Linked DNA regions of Mus musculus: region 1 is linked to region 2. A link is a contact called in public HiChIP or PLAC-seq data. All regions are on one chromosome and are shown on one strand. Each heading gives the region's core, a stretch centred on a gene start, on an enhancer-like site or on the middle of the called end of the contact. The rest is flanking DNA. Distances are from core to core; before and after follow the strand shown.

Region 1 (2,700 bases), core at 48-2,547, 97 kb after region 2:
GCATTGTACAACTATTCCTAACAAATGTTTCTCAAACTTTTTCATGCCCCAACAGAAATTTAATTATGAAATAATTCCCCATTTTCCTCCTCATTCCTCCTTGATATAATGGTGTATTTTTATTTAATGTTTACATTATTCTCTTTTTAAAGCCATTATAAATAAGCTGAAATAAACCCCTGTGTTCCTACGGCCATATTTACTAATTTTATCTCTGTGTGAAGTGTTATAGGTTACATTTTATAGATGGCTTCCCTAGTAGGTTAGAGCATTTTCATCCCTACCAGCAATGCCCTGGGCGTTTCCATTTCTCCTTGCTGTCTTCAGCCCTTAGGATTACCAGTTTTCTGTTTTATGTGTGTGCCACTTTGGTGGGCAAAAATCTGAATGTTGTTTTATTTCCTTGAGGTTGAAGCATTGAGTTTCTTTTGTCTCTATTTTGGATTTGTTTTAACAGTTGTAAAATCTCTTTGTATAGGCAGCTACAGTAAGGCATGAAGCTGAGGCTCCCGTGCCTGGAGAAGTGGAGACCTTACCCACTCACGACCTGGATGCTAGGAGGTCGCAGAAACTCAGGGTTCCTTAGCTTGAGCTCATCAGACCTTGTATCCTGCCAAACTCCCTCAGGTCCTCGTCTTCTAGTCAGCCAGCTTCAGAGAGACTTGCCAGCCTCGGTGTCTGTTGAGAGCCCATTATCTATTTATTGTATTGTAAAGTTCTGTTCTCAGTTTATACCTCTTATTGCACTCAGTCTAGAGTGGATCTCTGGTTTTTGTTTGTTTGTCTGTCTGTCCTCACTAGAAGGGCTTGAAGCCAGGGCCTCACACCTGCTAAGCAGGGAGTCCACCTCCGAGTTGTGTCTCCCTCAGTCAGTTTGAGAAGGTGTGTATTTGGGTTCCTTTTTAGTTGGTCTTGTCACTTAGAATTTTAAATTTATCCCCCTATTACAACCCATGTAAAAAGTGAAGAGCAAAGAAAACAGGCAGCTGTTTTTGTTCCAAAATGGAGAGACAAGGTGAGATGAGGCTCAGGTTCGAGCCAGCCAAAAGCAAATGAATGAATGACCTTTAAGTTCAGGAAGAGAAAACTCTTTATCTTCTCTAGAAAATTGGATTTGTTTAGCTAATGCATTCAGGATTCTGAGCAGGAGTCTTGGGTGTCAGCCAGGTCGTGAGTGGGTAAGGTCTCCACTTCTCCAGGCACGGGAGCCTCAGCTTCATGTCTTACTGTAGCTGCCAGCCTCGACCTGAGCACCACCTGCAGGTCATGTCTCTTCACAGCCTCCCGCAGCTGCCCTTCTGCGTCTTTCCCTTTGATCTTTTCTCCTTCCTCTGTCCCCTTCCTGGACTTGGCAAAGAGGCTGGTCATTGGAGACCTGAGGCCAGCTGGTCAATGGGGTTTCCTGTGGTGGGAAAGGAGAATGTTGGGGGTGATGATCATTATAGGCATGCGAAACAGACACTGAGGCTGCCAAGTCTCTCTGAAGCTGGCTGACTAGAAGACGAGGACCTGAGGGAGTTTGGCAGGATACAAGGTCTGATGAGCTCAAGCTAAGGAACCCTGAGTTTCTGCGACCTCCTAGCAGAAACCACCCCCTGCCCTCTGGATCCTGCAGCCCAAGGCTTCTGAGATTATTTTCTGCTCCACAAACTGACCTTTAGTTTCGTCCCATGTACCTGCAGGTCATGAGTTGTAGCACTGACTGGCAGTAGCTTGCTGGCAGGCTCTACCTGTGATTCTAAGGACCCATCACTATTACCTGCCTTCTTGAAAAATGGACTTTGCTACTTTGTTCAAGTTAAAGGAATGAAAATACAAAAAGATCAAAATAATTTAAACCACTTTATCACTAAATTACTGAAAGAGAGAAAGAAACAGACTCCCAGGATCCTTGAGATGTGAGCAAGGCTGCTATTCACTGAAATCTGACATGTCTTCTAACACAAGAAAGACCTAGCTTTCCTGTGGCCCTGAAGGCCTCAATAAGGACTTTCAAGCAGGGCTGCAAGAGTGTTTAGACAGGGGCCATAAAGAATAGGATTTCCCCTGCTGATTGAGGGAGCCGGGAGGGTGATAGGGGAGAGAGAGAGAGGCTGGATCATCACTGGCTCTGAGTCCTCAAACTCCTCCCCTTTGCATGTCTCTCTAGAAGCCACTTAGTACTTAAAATAAGACAGAGTCTTGGACATGTCAGAGGCTAGTGCCAAGAAGACAGTAGAGAAAAGACAACAGAAGTACTCACAGTTAACAGAAGTCTTCTGGCTCATTGTTGAAAGAGAAATGCTCAGGTTTCTTGGCAATCCCCCAAGCTTTAGGCTCAGGAACTCTGTTAATTTCAGGTACCAAAAAGGGGAAAATTGCCAGGTGTGGTGGCACAGACCTTGAAAGCCCAGCACTCTGGAGCAGAGGCAGAGGGACGAAGGTTAGCCTGGTCTAGTGAGTTTCAGGCAAGCCAGGGACCTTGTCTCACAAATGAAAAAAAGGAGGGAGGGGTGGCAAGAGCTGACTCCTACCACCCCGTCGGGAGGGCTCTTGCTCTCCGCGCTGCCTCAGCCTCAGCACAGCCTGAGCTTCATCAGGCCTTTCTTCCTGCTTTTCTCCGTGAGCTCACTTTTCAAGACTAAGCAGCAGAATGGACTCTTGAGAGCAAGCAGCCTTCTGCAGGACTCTCAGCATCGCTGGAGGCAGCTTCTTAGCCTG
Region 2 (2,700 bases), core at 32-2,531:
ACTGCTAAGCTTCCTTTCCAGTCTCACCTGTCCGCATTTCGAAGGAAAATGGGAAATCATCATCATCATCATCATCATCTTCTTCTTCTTCTTCTTCTTCTTCTTCTTCTTCTTCTTCTTCTTCTTCTTCTTCTTCTTCTTCTTCTTCTTCTTCTTCTTCCTCTTCTTCCTCTTCTTCCTCTTCTTCTTCTTCTTCTTCTTCTTCTTCTTCTTCTTCTTCTTCTTCTTCTTCTTCTTCTTCTTCTTCTTCTTCTTCTTCTTTTTGTTAACGATGTGGACTAATGGTGTGAGATTAGGCCCTCAGACTTGATCCTCATACACCTCCACCAATCGTTCATTAAGATTTGTCCAAGGCTTAATAGGAAGGGCTGAACTGAGAGTCATATAGCCCTATGGAGTAAGGTATACCAAGTATTGAGGGAGGCTGGAGAGATGGTTTAGTGGCTAAGAGCATTATCTTAAAATAGACAAATTCTTTCTTTTTAAAAAGAAGTATTAAGTACCCCCATGCCCCTTACTCTCCGCACCGAATTGGCTGGGGTAGGTGTATGTTTTTCTCTGCTATGCATGGATCCAGCTTTCCTCGGTAGAACTCTTTCCACGTCTGGAAAATGAGGATACTCTAATTAGGTATCCAAGATTTCTGCTACCATTTTCTCTATTTCTGGATGGTAGGAATGGAGTAGAAAATGCAAAAATCAGAGTTAGGATGAGACAGGCACATATACCCAAGTGGGGCACAGAAGACAGGAGGGCGTAGGCAAGATTGCACGGGCCGGATTTAGGAACGCGTTTCAACCCCAGACCTGCCTGGAAAGAGAGCGATCCCTAAAGTAGTAAAGCCCAGGTGACTTTGGTAGGATGAAGTTGGGGGAGTAGGGTCGCCCGCTCAAGCTCTCAAAACGGACCCCGCCCCCTTTCCAGCAAATCATAGCCTTCCTGCCCAGGATGCCCAGCAGCCACTGCTAAACAGCGCACTGCAACCGAACCCTATCTGACCCCACCTCTTCAACCGCCCAGCACAATTTTTCATTGTTTATTGGCTTCTGTAACTGTCAGTCAGAGAATCCTCGTATCCGTTGGCTGTCCCCTACCTACTCTTCTTTCCCTTGTAATCTGGTCTCTTTGGGCATTGCACGCCTCCCAGAGCTAATTTCTTTCTTCGATTGGATAGTCGGAATGCCACTTTTCAGAGTGCCACGCTCTGATTGGCTGAGCGCGGCAGGACTCTCGCAGTTACCAGGCAGCGGGCTAGACTGAGGCTAGTTACCACGTCAGTGAGCTGACAGGGAAGGTAGCCGGCACCACCGAGCGTCCCGGCCCACTTACTCCAGCCTGCAGTGAGGTCTCACCCTGAAGTTAGGGTTGCCTTCCAGAAGACAGGATCCTTCCCTTCTCTCACTCGCCGCCGGCGCCGGGAGAGCGGCCGGGAGACGCCTCCGGGGCCAGGCTGGACATGAGCTGCGGCTGCCGCCGGTTCTGGGACTAGGCCCCGCCATTTTGGATCCGCTGACAGGTCAGCGAAGTCTCTTCTTAGAGTTCCAGCGTCGTGAGGGCCTCCTGACGTTGCCATCAAGAATAAGGAGGAAGGGTCCTTCGGTTGGGCGAAGCGGCCTGGGCGATGGGCTTAGTGGGAAGAAGTAAACCCAGAGGACTGATGTGAGAGGGAGTTGGGAGGTGTGCAGGGGCCAAAGGTCAGACCCTTGTCCCCGAGGGGTGTTTCAGCTCCACCTGTGACTCGGTGGATGCTAGAATCTGTTTTTGTTTTTGTTTGTTTGTTTGTTTGTTTTCCCTAGGCATAATCTGGCCTGCAGCTCTTCTTTTTCAGACCCTTCTGCACCCTAAAGTCCTCAACATCTGAAAGCAAAATTAAGGATGGTTTCAGGGTTTAGAGAGTGAATCTTTTCAGATTCTGTACATCTGTCACTTCGGGGTGACTGCGTCCTAGCACAACTGAAGCGCCCCATTAATCCTGAAAGATGAGCCAGCTCAGTTTGGATTAGGTAGTCAGAAGGCATAGAAGACTGGAGGCAGCCGCCTGAGAACCTGGCCTGTAAGATCTTGCTTTTACAGGATAGCTCAGCTGTCACCAGGGGTCTGCATGTAAACACCTTTCTTTCTTTTTGAGTCAGGTTCTTTCTGTGTAGCTCTGGTTTTTCTGGAATTCACTATGTAGACCAGGCTGGCCTTGGATTTACAAAGATCCACCTCCTTCTGCCTTAAACTCTTTAGGTGTGTGTTATGGGTAGGCATTTACCCACTGTAACTCCCTTCTTTTTAAGGATATGAGGTTTGATCCCAAGGCAGCCACTCTTTTGTGACACATTTGATTGAGAGTTAAGAGGGGTTTGAATACTGATAAGGCTTGGTCCTGGTGGTCTATTTATTTTTAGTAGGTGAAAAATCATGAAAAGGGCTGGAGGGAGACGTAGCTGGTTGAGTGTTTGCCTTGCATGTATGGAGTCCTTGAGTTCAGTCCCTAGCACTTCATAAACTGGGCATGTTGGTCCACATCTGTAATTATTCCCTACTTGGGAGATGGAAACACGAGGGTTAGCCCTGACATTCAAGGTTATCCTCAGCTACTTCTTGAGTTAGAGGCCAGCCTGGGCCAAGTGAGACACTGTCTTTAGCAAAGAGACAAGTTAGGAGAGTTGTTCTGCTCCTTGTGGTAGGGTCAGGGAAACAGAGTGAATGGTA

What was found. HiChIP or PLAC-seq counts read pairs in DNA pulled down with a chosen protein or histone mark.
Region 1: a contact with region 2 is called in an H3K4me3 HiChIP or PLAC-seq map of pro-B cells, with 4 times the contacts expected there. The contact joins the enhancer-like site here to the promoter of Gbf1 in region 2. A contact is called at or near these places in 19 of 39 promoter capture datasets (the C10 cell line, the HPC-7 cell line, HPC-7-derived erythroid cells and 13 more), 1 of 15 datasets of contacts at CTCF or cohesin (the NIH/3T3 cell line), 25 of 484 Hi-C or Micro-C datasets (the 4T1 cell line, the 63-12 cell line, B cells and 17 more), 44 of 115 datasets of contacts at active chromatin or transcription factors (the 230-238 cell line, CD8 T cells, the HPC-7 cell line and 33 more) and 4 of 9 other capture datasets (adipose tissue, liver, macrophages and 1 more).

Annotation. Positions count from the first base shown.
Region 1 is chr19:46,247,879-46,250,578 of GRCm38.p6, forward strand. All of the region lies in intron 4 of Gbf1 (golgi-specific brefeldin A-resistance factor 1), which reads left to right. Among named protein-coding and RNA genes, the nearest start is that of 4833438C02Rik, 56 kb to the right of the region's middle. Within about 2 kb of position 1,298, at least 12 of the 459 cell types and tissues checked have an H3K27ac peak or open chromatin away from gene starts, as enhancers often do. A contact at or near this core is called in cerebellum and pro-B cells, where this site is marked.
Region 2 is chr19:46,151,277-46,153,976 of GRCm38.p6, forward strand. Gbf1 (golgi-specific brefeldin A-resistance factor 1) reads left to right here and starts at 1,282. Exons shown (of 40, transcript NM_178930.3): 1 at 1,282-1,516.